Linked DNA regions of Mus musculus: region 1 is linked to region 2. A link is a contact called in public Hi-C data. All regions are on one chromosome and are shown on one strand. Each heading gives the region's core, a stretch centred on a gene start, on an enhancer-like site or on the middle of the called end of the contact. The rest is flanking DNA. Distances are from core to core; before and after follow the strand shown.

The links. A called contact is a pair of places that touch in the nucleus more often than the background predicts.
Region 1: a contact with region 2 is called in a Hi-C map of the N1E-115 cell line, with 7 times the contacts expected there. The contact joins two enhancer-like sites. A contact is called at or near these places in 3 of 484 Hi-C or Micro-C datasets (the N1E-115 cell line, cortical neurons and nephron progenitors).

The regions. Positions count from the first base shown.
Region 1 is chr10:9,736,770-9,743,514 of GRCm38.p6, reverse strand. No RefSeq gene overlaps it. Among named protein-coding and RNA genes, the nearest start is that of Gm31471, 41 kb to the right of the region's middle. Within about 2 kb of position 3,069, at least 2 of the 459 cell types and tissues checked have an H3K27ac peak or open chromatin away from gene starts, as enhancers often do. A contact at or near this core is called in the N1E-115 cell line, where this site is marked.
Region 2 is chr10:8,964,725-8,971,468 of GRCm38.p6, reverse strand. No RefSeq gene overlaps it. Among named protein-coding and RNA genes, the nearest start is that of Gm51794, 41 kb to the left of the region's middle. Within about 2 kb of position 2,873, at least 56 of the 459 cell types and tissues checked have an H3K27ac peak or open chromatin away from gene starts, as enhancers often do. A contact at or near this core is called in the N1E-115 cell line, where this site is marked.

The sequences.
Region 1 (6,745 bases), core at 1,820-4,319, 770 kb before region 2:
ACAAAAGAAGGAGGACAAAAAAGCCAAGGAACAGACCATCACAAGGGCAGAATAATAGGTGAGTCTTAGAGGTGTGGAGAGATTAGGAGGTGAGAGGTAATCAGAAGACCAGGAGGAGGAGGTGCCTTGATAAAGTGCTTGTGACAGTTAGCATTCTTGAAAAAAATATTTCTCTGAGTATCCTCAAAATGCTGATCGTCCAGCCCCAGCCTCTCCAGTGCTGGGATTCCAGAAATGCAAAGAACTCTCTCGCTGTTCTTCCCGATACTGATCCCCTTGCTTTGGTGCCCTGGGCTCCTGGTTTTGTGTTGTTATTACTGTTCATTTTGCTTTGTTCGTTTGTTTTTCCTTAGCATTTTATTTTTTGGCATAATATTGTTGTCAAGGTTTGCACATTATGCACAACTTATCATTATTCTGTTTTAATTAGCAACTGTCTCACTGCCTCAACATATCACAGGATGCTTATCCAGTCTTTAGTTGAGGAGAATCTATGGTTTTGAACTCGTTAGAGACCATTCTACAAGTTTTTCTGTGACTAAAATGTTGGAGTTGAATTTTGATTGGTTGGTTTTGTAAAGCAAGTAGAAGCCTTCAGGGAGAAATAAGCCAATTCAACAGTAACCACAGAAGACGTTATACCAACTTTGAGTACTGGGTAGAACAGCAAGATATGGTAAAAGAGGAATCCAGGAAGTTCCTTGATACAAGCAGATACACACAGAACATTTTACGCAGAGTTAGCATAATGCACGTGCTTCCAGACTAACGAGGAACATTCTCGAAGATAGGTCATATGTTAAATAATTTTAAAGGCCTCGATAAATTTAGAAGAATGAAGTCATAAAGGATATTTTCCAACTACAATAGGATGAAATCAAACCTCAAGGATAGAATCTGCCAAATTTGTAAATAAGTGGAAACAAAAGGACACCCCTAGAAGGTATTAGAGCTCAAACCTGCAACAAAAGGTTGAGGTGCCTACTTAATGTCAAAGCAGACCTGGCTACCAGGTTCTCTCAGCATCACTCAGTGCATACCTCTTGCAGGGCCCTCCTGGCTGGAACACATCACCTTCTTCCTTAAACTTTTCTCCCTTTTATCTACAATAAACTCGCTTCTCCATTATACCTAAGAACCGCCATGTTTCTTTCTTCTTTTGTTTCTTTTTATCATTCAGTAGTTAAATGATAAATAAAACCAGGAGGTAGAAAATCCTTAAAATGTTACATACCAAACGTGGAAAATTTGACTAACACTATGACATTCCACTTTACAAAACTAGAAAAAGACAAACAGACTAAAGTCATGAAAATGGATTATAGTTTGGTTTTTATTTTGTTTTGTGTTTAAAGTCGACAGTGACTAGTTGGCAGGGATGAAGTGTAATTGTGATCTTTAAATTTGATGTCAGGTGTGTTAGAACTGCTGCGGCCATTTAAATTAAAAAAAAAAAGGTGAGTTCCTTAAAACGTTAGGCACAATCACCTAATGATTCCACATATATCACACACAGAGAACTGAAAACTTGTTCAGAGACTGGAGAGACAGCTCAGCAGTTAAGAGCACTTACTGCCCCTCCAGAGGACCTGAGTTCAGTTCCCAGCACCTGTGTCAGGTGGCCACAACTGCTTTTAATATCAGCTGGGATGAGATAGCCTCTTTTGGTCTTCATGGGCATCCACACGCCCATCACATAATTCTTACAAAGTCTCTCTCTCTCTCTCTCTCTCTCTCTCTCTCTCTCTCTCTCTCTCTCTCACACACACACACACACACACACACGCACATAAAGAAGGAAAACATTTTTTACACACAGAAAAAAAAAAATCTTGTAGGAGTGTAGAAGTGTTGATAGCACAGTATCTAAAAAGTCGAAAAACCTAAAGTCTCCTCAACTAAAAAAACAAAGGACAATCATTATATGATATATTCATATAGTAGAACATTTGCCAATGAAAATGCAATAATGATGAACTTGTACAATGTGTGAAACCTGACAATATTATACTAAATAGAAGATATTAAACAAAACTGTCATACACTATCACACTTACAAATTATGATCTAAAGCAGCAAACTCACATTGACTATTTATCAGTGTTTGCTATATGCAAATGGAAGAAGTAATACAGAGTGATTGGTACTTGATTCAGGACTCCTTTGGGAAATGTTTCCAAATTAAACAGTGGTAATGATTGGAAAACCCACTCTAAAGGCTATACATTATGGAAGGTACAATGTTGTTCTAGTTTTCTGTTTGTTCCTATGATAAAATGTTGACCAAAATTGACTTGGGATAGAGAGGCCTTATTTGTCATTATCAAGGGAAGCCGGGTCAGAAGTTCGAGGCAGAAACTTAGAGGCAGGAACTAAAGCAGAAGTCATAGAGATATGCACCCTATTAGCTTGTCCTCTGCCCTCTTCAGCTGTTTTTCTTACACAGCTCAGACCCTCTTAGATAGGTATGGCACCTGCCCAAACTGGGCTGGGGACCTTCCTACATCAATTAGCAATTAAGACAATGTATCACAGATGTGGTCACAGGCCAGTGTGACCTGGCAGTTCCTCAAATGAGAATTGTTCTTACCAAGGGACTCTGTGTTACATCAGTTGACAGCTGAAATGGACTGTGACAATTGTATTTTTAAAAAATAACAAGGCAAGCTTGCCTTAATTATATCATGGACCCTAGAGAAGGCCTATGCTGCAACTTACCTAACTAGTGTAATTTTTCTAAATGCTTCCTGAGTATTTATCTTTCTACCCATACAAAAATGTAGAACTCAGAAAAGAGGCTTCTTTATGCAGCTGACAAACGCTACCACAAAAATCCACCACTTGTCAAAATGCAGGGAGCAATAGACTGTGGGTTTCCCATCAAAAACCAATACATCTCCAATGCAAATTCTACACCTAAGTCTCAAGGAACATACTGAGACAGAAAGCAGAAAGATTATAAGAGCCAGAGGACAAAGAACTTTGCTGTGTGATAGTATCTTCTATATATGACAGGAAAGCTGTACTCAACAATGTCAACAGTATCGTTACCTAAATGAGATCTGCACAATGACAACACCATTTGAAGTGCCAACATGGATGGGGAAATCGCACAAGGCCTCAACACTAGATGAAGAGCTGCAGGCAATTAAGGCCAAGAGGCAGAGTAAGTTTTCTCTAGAGATAAGGCTCCTCAGAGCTTATCCAACCCTAAACACAAATACATATGAACATAACTAAATAAACTTACCGGGATATATATGTGTGTGTATATATATATATATATATATATATACACACACACACACACATATATACATGTGTGTGTGTGTGTGTGTAGTGTGTAGTTTTTGTTACCCTGCTTTAAGCTACATGTGGGCTGCACTACCAGCCCTGCTCAGGTTCCCTTGGATCCACTGATGAAAGACACACACACACACACACACACACACACACACACACACCAGTTTATTTCTGATATGCTTTACCTCAATGGTTGGGCTCCTCTAAGCCTTCCTCGGCCCTTCTTTTAACTCCCAGCTCAGCACCCTAAACCTGTCCTCAACGTTAGTTGCTCGGTAACCTTTAGTCGCAGCTCAACACCATAAATCTACCTTCAACTTAGCTATGTTTCTAACCTCCCTCCTGCTACCTGAGGCCCAGTCAGGGAAATGGCCAATGCCCACTTCACCTGAGATCTTACATGACTGGTGGCTTTTTTTCTCTGAAGCATAGGGAATCTTTTTCACCTCTCCCGCTTCTGCTAGCCTGTATGTGGGAAAAGTGGAAGTCCTGCCTATTCTGCCCAGCTCATTGGCTGCTAGCATCTTTATTGATTGATCAAGAACCAATTGGGGAACAGGATCTTCAATGTTCACATGAAGATTCCCAATCAAGGCATCACAACCACTATATATATATATGTGTGTGTGTGTGTGTGTGTATACACATATGTGAAATATATATTTTATATGTAGAGGTCTGTTTTATATCGCAGACATTTCCATAGGAGACATTACACGTTTATCTTTACTCACCAAAGAAAGAGAAACAATGACAGACCAAAGTCACAGTTGCACCAGTGAGTGGTTTGGTAAACTGCTGACTGTATTTGGCTGACTAGTGGGAGTACGGGTAAGGAAGTAATTTACAGAGAGCAGGGATAACTCAAAAGCAGCTGCAACCCAATCTGGGTGATGACGGTAAAAACTGCAACGTTAGGGATCTGTGAGCAGCTTCCAGTTAGTATGAACTTCACCAGTACAAACTTTGTTCCACAGTTTGGCTGGTCAGAGTCTCTCTCCCCAGTGATGGTTTGTTCCCTCTTACGCTGCTAAGGTTGGGCCTTGTTTTAGTTTTGGTTTCCATTGCTGTGAAGAGACACCATGACCAAGTAAATGCTTATAAAGGACAACATTTAATTGGGGCTGGCTTACAGTTTCAGAGGTTAAGTCCATTATCATCATGGAAGGGAGGCAGACATGGTGCTAGATCTTGATCTGACTGGATACAGGAGAGGCTGTCTTTTCCAAACTGAGTGGAGGTTGAGCACCAGGAACCCTCAAAGCCTACCCCGAAAAGTGATGCACTACCTCCAAGAAAGCCACACCCATTCCAACAAGGCCACACCTCATAATAGTGCTTTCCATGAGCCAAGCATATTCAAACCACCACAGGCCCTCAAGAGTCTTCCAATATTTTTTGTTCTCTGGCAGGTGTGACCCTTTATTTACATCCAGAGACTCCAAGCCTCCCCTTCCCTTCTGGAGGAATTGGTTAATTTGGAAGTAGTTTGGGAACTAAATTAAAAATAGAATTGAGAAAAATTGTAGAACCATTAAAGATGCTAAGTAGCCAAAGCACTCTTAAGCAAGAATGAAGCTGGAGGCATCACACTAACTCATGACTTCAAAATATACAAACAAACAACAACAACAGAACAGCCGGACACAGTGCTGTATGCTTGTAATTCCAGCTCTTGGAGGCAGAGGCAGTAGGATCAGGAGTAAGATAAGGCCAGCACAGGCTACATTAACCAGTTCAAAGGCCATCAGAATACATAAATGAGGCTCTGCCTCAAATAACCAAATACAAAAGTGTGTTTGTGTGTGTGTGTGTGTGTGTGTGTGTGTGTGTGTGTGTGTACAAAAACATCTATAATAACTCAATGGCACTGGTTTTTAAAAAAAGATTCACAATCTATTTCATAGGCCAATGAAAGAAAATAAAAACCCCAGAAATTACCTCACCAATTTGCTGCCAACTGATTTCCAGCAAAGGTACTAGGAAGAATATACAACAGGAAAAAGATAATTTTTTCCAACAAATAAGTCTGAAAGGTGGAATGTTCACATGTAGAAGATGTAATTAGAGCCAGGCATGGTGGCGCATGCCTTTAAGAAGCAGGCGGGTTTCTGAGTTCGAGGCCAGCCTGGTCTACAAAGTGAGTTCCGGGACAGCCAGGGCTACACAGAGAAACCCTGTCTCAAAAAACAAACAAAAAGAAGAAGAGGAAGAAGAAGAAGAAGAAGAAGAAGAAGAAGAAGAAGAAGAAGAAGAAGAAGAAGAAGAAGAAGAAGAAGAAGAAGAAGAAGAAGAAGAAGAAGAAGAAGTAATTAAGCTGTAAATTAATCTACATACAAAATAACCCCCAAATTAAATTAGAGAGCTACACATAACCAGGGATGGGGCATGGGATAGAAAAATACACCAGATGAGAAGACTTGAAATTGTTAATATTTATCTGGGCTATAGTTTATTTTGAAATGAGAGCAAAATACAACAAATAGACAAATAGGATTGCATCCTGCAGTAAAGTTTCTGTACACAGAATATAAATCTTCAAAAGAAGTAAAGGGGTACAGTACTGTATGGAAGAAATTCTGCAAGCCACATGTCACAGAGAGACTTGATATCCAGAAAGATGTAAAGAACCTGTGCTATTGAACAGCAAAAGCCAAGACTCCAAATGGAAAGTGAGCAAAACCTTACAGAAATATATATATATGGAAATACAAATAACCAAGCATGTGAAAAAACTTAGCAACATTATTATCAGAGATACAAATCAAATCTATAATGAGTTATCATTTCAAATTCATTAAAGATAGAGGGGTTATCAAAGATGTAGAGAATATAAATTGATGCACACATGGAAAACTGTATAAAAGTTACTTAAAATATTAAAAATGTAACTACCACAAACTCAGTCATTATTGGAGATTGTTGCAATCAACACAGACTATATGACAAAGACATATCTGCACCTCCAGTTTCAATGCAAAATTCCTCATAATGACCAAGATTTGGATTCAACCTCAGCAAACCTATGCATCCACCAATGAGAAAACAGATAAAGAAACACACAGAGATAAATATTCCCCAGCCATAGAAAGAAAGACAGTTCAGACATGGAGAGTTATCACTAAGCTAGAGAGTGAGACCTTTACTCAAAAACTGACATAGGGCAGGGGATGGGGGATGAGGATGGACTTAGAAAACATTATTTTATGTAAAATGATCCAGGCTCAGAAAGGCAAGATATTTCCTGATTTTACTTATATGTGGAACTATAAAAAACTATTAAAAACTGAAACTTGAGCAGAGAAGAGAATGGTGATTGCCTGTGTAGGGTGGGTTGGGAAATGGAAAAGGTTGATCAAACCCCACAAAGTTTCAGTGATGCAAACTGAATTTCTTAGTTACTTTCCCATGACTGTGACAGAGTATCTGATGGAAATAGCTT
Region 2 (6,744 bases), core at 1,624-4,123:
TTCTGTATGGACTGGCTACTTCATTAAACCTTCTAATAATTTTCTTTCTCTTTCTTCTTTATAGATTGGGAACTATGTTTTATGTATACATTTTTATGTGCAGGTGTGTGTGTGTGTGTGTGTGTACATGCTTGTGTGCGTTTGTGTGTAAGTGCATGTGCACATATGCATGTGCATGTATGTGTGTGCATTTTTGTGTACATGTGTGTGCATTTGTGCATGTGTGTGTGCGTGTGTGTGTGTGTGTGTGTGTGTATGTGTGTGTACAAGTATGTGTCTGTGGTCTAGAAATCAATCTCAAATAGTGTTCCTCATTATACTACCCACCAAGCTGAGTTACAATTTGTTACTCAGCTTGGAGCTTGCAGATACCACTAAGCTGACTAGCCAGCAGCTAAGCCTGAGGGATTCCCCCGTGTTACCTCTCCAACACTTAGATTACAAATGTGCACGCTCAGCTGTTTTTTGTTGTTGGTGTTGTTTTGTTTTGCATGGATTCTGGGGGTGAAGCTCAAATCTTCATGTTTGAGAGACAAGCACGTTATCAATTGAGCTATCTCCTCAGAACCAAGTTTGGTTTATGTCCCAAAGCCTTCTCCTTATAGAAAACACACTCATTTCATTTCACTCTCAGCATTTGGGTTTTATTAACTGTCAGTCTTCTTCAGTTGTGTTCCATGTTTGCACTCGGACGAGCTTACATCCTGATGGTTTTATTAGCCTTCTCTGTTTTACCTAAATCTAGTCTTCGGCTCAGTTTTAAGAGACCATTTTTCTTTTGTCAGTAACTGGCTGAAATCAAGTCCTTATGATTCAGAGGGGGCAGAAAGGGTGGGAAAATATGTGAATGACTTCTCCAGTGTGGTGGGAACCTGGAGGGAGCACTCTTTGGGGAAGCCAAAAAGGCAGAGTTCCGTTTTACTTTTTTCTTGGCAACATAGTCTCTGAGAGTCTGATTGTCTTTGGACTCCCTGTTTTGGGAGCACAGAATTGGCCTGGGAACATGTTCATGCCCAAGCCATTTCAAAGGCTCTCTTCAAACAACAAGGACTCTGATTTCTAGTTCTCAGTCTTTCTCGGGGTAAAATAAAATGTGAAGGTGCATCTGTCCCAAGTCCCTGTCATTTGTCCCTCATGCCCCATTATTTGTTATGATTTTCACAGAGACTGTTCTTATCATTGGCAGCATGATTTACAGGTTCAAGGATCGCCTCAAAAGCTGATTAATATTCCCTCTAGATTATCAGTTTACCACTGAAATATATATATACTGCATTTTACTCTGATCTAGATTGATTAATCTATCTATCTATCTATCTATCTATCTATCTATCTATGTATCATCTGTCTATCTATCTATCGATCTGTCTATCTATCTATCAATCATCTATCATCTATCTGTCTGTCCATCCTATCTATATTTTGGTAGAAATTTCCAGGGATGCTTTAATATGCTATTAGATCATCTACAGCTTTACACTGTTTTTAGTATTGTCTTTTTCCTCCCACTGACCAGCTCAAAACAAAAAAAAGGAAAAATAATGGCAATGAGCTGGTGCTATATGCTGTAAAACCTCTAAGTGCTCTGGTCTGTTGGCACCCAGTATGCAGTGGTGTTATTTTTAGCCTTACTAATGGTATGACCCCCATATGTTGGCCACCCTGTTGAAACAGGATGTTGCAGTTGGCAGATCTTATGGGAGAGTTGAAATTGGATGTGATTGAGAGGATTGGAATCCTGCTGGAAAGCTGGCTCTGAACTTCAGCTCTGTAGTCATGATAGCCATTGTTGAGATTTGTCACCAACTAGTCCCTGTGAAGCATGTAGAGGTGACTAGCAGTCTTAGTTTAAGAAACAAGAGAGGAAGCCAGACCATCAGAGTTAAATCAAATACACTTTTCCAAAGTGGGCTGTGCAGGGAGACTCGCCTCAAGGCCACATGAGAGACCCATAGACTCATTACTTATTTAAGACCCGAAGCCTCTTCTGTGACAACCACAGCAGTCTCAGAGGCCCCAGCCTCCCCCTAGCCATCTCCTCATTTGCTAACCCAAGACTATTCTCAGAATTCCCGAAAGTTCTCTGAGACAAGGCTGGAACACTTACAGATAGGCCAGGTAAAGGACAGAGGATGGCATAGGCTATGGATGCCACCCTCCACTCAGAGCTCATCTCCTCCCCTCTTCCTAGCTCTGATCCAGCATTCCGACTGCCTGCAAGCCAAACATCACCACCCACTGCTTTCTGGTTCTCGTCCACAAAAAGCCTGTTGACACTAGAGAATAACTTTCTACCATGCAGGGAAGCTGTCTTTACTCATAGGGCATGGCTTTTCCCATGACCTCTCACGATAACCCTATCAGAACACTGTGTTGCTAAATGGATGGGTAAACGCAGTGTCAGGAAATTATTTTACTGGTTATTATAATAATAATATTGGTTGGACAAGTGTGCTTAGGTGTGAAGAGACTGCTTGAGGTCTTTGCTATGGTACAGAATGAGCAAGACAATGTTCAAGAGCCACTGGCAACCTGAAATGTCTTTAGGAGAGCATGCTGACTGATGCTCAACGGGCACACTGCAGATGACGCTGGCATTGCAATAGGTGCTGATGATCTTTCTGGAGTTCTGTGTCTGGTGGCTGCTGTCTGGTGACCACAGCTGGGTCACAGCTGAACCACTGTCCAGAAGGTTCAGCTAAGCATGTGTCCCTGGGGATGTGGAGAACAAAAGAAAAGAAAGGTCACACTGTTTGACAGAGTGGATTCTGGCTTTGCCTGACCAGGAGGCAAAAGACTATCTCACAGTTAGCTGCTCACAGTGTGTGTGTGTGTGTGTGTGTGTGTGTGTGTGTGTGTTACAAGCTGCGTCTCTCAGCCTTCAGCATTCCTCTTTTAAACCCAGATTCCAGTACCCCATGTTCAGCTCAGTTGGTTGCCAGGAGCCCTCCCAAGAGAAACAGCTGCTTGTAAAGAGAAAACATGCACGGCTCTGGAGGGTTAGACTTTTAGAATCTGCCGGCCTGATAACTTCCTGTCCGCTTATGAAAGCAAACAACAGTAAATCTTCTCTCTCCCAGCTCGGTTCCTGGCTGATCCTCTCCCAAACTTGGCTGTGTGCAGAGGTAAAGAAGATAACAACCAGCCCACAACAACTCAATTACAGATGCCGCTAATAAAATCAGGCCTTGACATTAGAGCGCGCACACTGCTTATCATCAAGCCACAGTCAAAACACGGTCGAAAGACAGGGTGCAGATGATCTCTGCTTAGGACCCCTGAGGTGTTGCTCTTACCTTGGCCCAGTGTTGCTCTGACAGAAGCCACTGCTGACTTCGATGTTATTAATTTACCACAATTAATTATCCCATAGCTAACATCCTTGGCAGTCTCTACTGTGTCTTTTTTACAAAGGTACAAAACTATCAGCACAGTTTATAACTAGAGGTAACTTCCTTTCGGAAAATGGGAAATTATATTAAAGACAATGGGATGGAGTATGTTGTTTGGGTTTTGAGTTTGAAAGAAATAAGAATTAAGCTTTGAAACATCTTTGTGTGTGTGTGTGTATGTGTTCTTATTTCTTTGTGTATCTGTTTCTTCTCTCTCTCTCACACACACACACACATACATATGTGTGTGTGTGTGTGTGTGTGTGTGTGTGTGTGTGGTGTGTGTGTGTGTGTGTGAAGTTAAATCAAAATAAGAGTAAAAAGATAGACAGACAGATAGATTTACCCAAACAAATGTCCTTTTATTTTTATTTTGAGATAGGATCTCATGCAGCCCAGACTGGCCTCAAGTTCACTATGCAGCCTAGGATAAACTTAAATTTTTGATCCTCCTGCCTCTGCTTTGAGTTCTGGAATTACAAACATGCACCCCCACACCAGTTTTGTGCAATGGAGGAGATGAAATCCAGGGTACCCATGCTAAGCAGACATTTTGCCAACAGAAAAGGGTCCCCAGCTCCCTAAAGAGAAGTTTTTTCATTGTAATTGCTGTCGTTGTCATTCAGTTCGTGGATTTTCCTCTGGAAAGACTTCTCTAAGGCACAGAGGAGATGTCTGTTGCTGCTGAAAGTGATCTTGAGTGACATCAAGTCTAGTCTCGTCTGTTGTTTCTCACATTCCTCGATAAACGTCTTCACCTAGGAATAGCTTTTCCTTGACTTGAAGTTTCTCATCACTGCTGGAGAATACATAGGACTTCCCATGCCACCAATCATCTGCCTGACACAAAACAAACAATACTAGATATAGCAAAGGGCAGAAGTGTACGGAAGGAAATGCTTTGCCTCAACCATAGGTGTGAAATGTATCTGATGACTACAAACACACGGAGGAAGGGTCTTCGACCTCCAGAGACCACACACACTTCCATGATGAAAATAAGTAAGTAAATAATAGATGGATAGATAGATAGATAGATAGATAGATAGATAGATAGATAGATAGATAGATTATTTTGAGCTAAGGAGATAGCTCAGCGATTAAGAGGATGTGTTGCGCGTGCAGAAGAGCAGGTGAAATTCTTAGCATCCATGTGCTTACAACTTGGAGTAGACCAACCTTGACCAATTAAGACAAGACTTACAACTGCCCTTCCTTCCAATTCCAAAGAATCCTGTACCCTCTTCTGGCCTTCAGGGCCATGCCGTGCATGTATGTACATACAGGCAAGCATATTTTTATACATAAAATAACTGAAAATCTTTCTAAAATTTATTTGTAAATTTCAGTTTGCCTTGCTATATGCTTGCTAGTCCCCAAAGGAACCACATAGTTTCTATTATTCCATTTATACATTCCATGAGCATTTAGTGAGCCCTTCCTTTTGGGAGCCTTTGTACGAGGTATGCACAATGCAGATGGCTTCTGCTAGAAATGAACTTACAGTCTTTGAGGGTAAAAACAGTTTCAATCTTCTAGGTATAGTGAGGCAGGCCTGTAATTCTAGAGCTAGGGAGGATAAAAATAAAGAGAATTTTGAGTTCAAAGCCAGCCTGAACTGTGTAGCAAGACTCTATATCAAAAAAATTAATGATAGAAATAAACCATATTCATGGTGAAAAGTCCTCATAAGGAAGACAGCCAAAGAGTATCTGTCCCTGGAGACATAAGGTTTACTTCGGTCAGTTTGCTGTGGACTTCAGTGTAGTCTCGTATAGTTGGAGGCTCAGCATGACTGGTCTCTCAGAAGCAGTCTCCCATTGGCCAAGCAATCACAATAACTCATACAAAGCTAAATTATTAATTCATAATCAGAAATAGAATCATCCAAAGATATGACTCTTAAGTACCAAGCCTCAGCAGGCACTTCTATCTTCTATCATCACAAGACTACTTGATGAGCACAAAATAGAAAAAAAAATGCTGCTTATTGAAAGACCTTGGGAATCTAATTATATTGGGCTAAGGTACACACATCCTTCCCCTGCAGAGGACAGACCTGATACCATGATGGCACCAGCCAAAGCTTTATGTAAGAACACCTTCTCCAGTGGACATGGGCACGCTCAAGTTTGGTCTACCCCAACATGCAATTCAGATACATTTGAGAGTTGCCCACCCAGCCATGTTGACTGGGTGGATACCAGCTGCTGTGTTCAGGGTTGGCCACTTCAAGGATGAAAAACTCAAGTCTGAGGGATACACTGGTTTGTGAGACCTCTATAGTTCAGCTGATAAAGTGTTCAATGTGCATGTCAATAGTTCAATCTATAGTTGTATGTAATGCCAGGAGCCATCGTGGCTCATGCCTATAGTCCTGGTGCTAGGAAGTCAGAAGTTCACAGTCACCCACAGCTCTATAGCAACTTCTGCAAAAAAAAAAATAAATAAATAAAATAAAATAAAATAAAATAAAATAAAATAAACTACAGCCCTTTTGAGGCATAAATGTATGCGTGGTCACCGGCATCCAAATCTTGAGACTCCCCTGCATATGTTTAGGTACAAACAGAGCAGGATGTTACTCATGACATGAGCTTGTTTGTTTAAAGAAGGAATTACTATATCTTTATAAAAATGTATTTATTTTCATCCTGGGTATGAGTGCTTTGCCTGCCTTTATATTTGCATATCACAAGCATGAGGTGCTCACAGAGGCCCAAAGAGGAAATCAGAAGCCTTGGAACTGGAGATAGAAATGGTACAAGCTGCCTCATGAGTGGCATGAGTGCTGGCAAGTGACTGGAGCCTCTGCTAGAGCCACCAGTGCTCTTAGTGGCAGAGCCACCTCTCCAGCCCCAGCAATTATTACATTTGATTATGGACTATTGTTTCCAACAAAATCATCCTCACCAACGCTCGGGAAAGTGTTGCTTCTCAGAGTCTCTACATTTCAAATCAAAAAGGAAAAGTTCAGAAAAGCAGTTGCATTCCCTGTGGGTCTCCGAAGGAGATTCGTTTGGCACTAGAAAACCCCATGGAGTATGTAGCTGTGTGTTCCCAAAGGGGAAGATGCACAAAGGATGCTGGGAGAAAATGTGTGTCTTGTAGAAGCTGTGAAGTAGTGATAGAATTGCCTGTCTCCTGGTCGTCAGTGGCAACCACAAGAGACAGTTAAAGAAGACAAGCGACAGTTCTGCTGTATCCCATCCTTTTAAACTAATGTATATAAGCTGTGCTATTAGGATTCAATGCTTTGCATACTAATAAAGTCTTGTGTTTGGTTCATAAAACATCCGCAATTTACCTAGTACAGGATTGCTACCAAGTAAAGACTGGGTCAATGACTAGA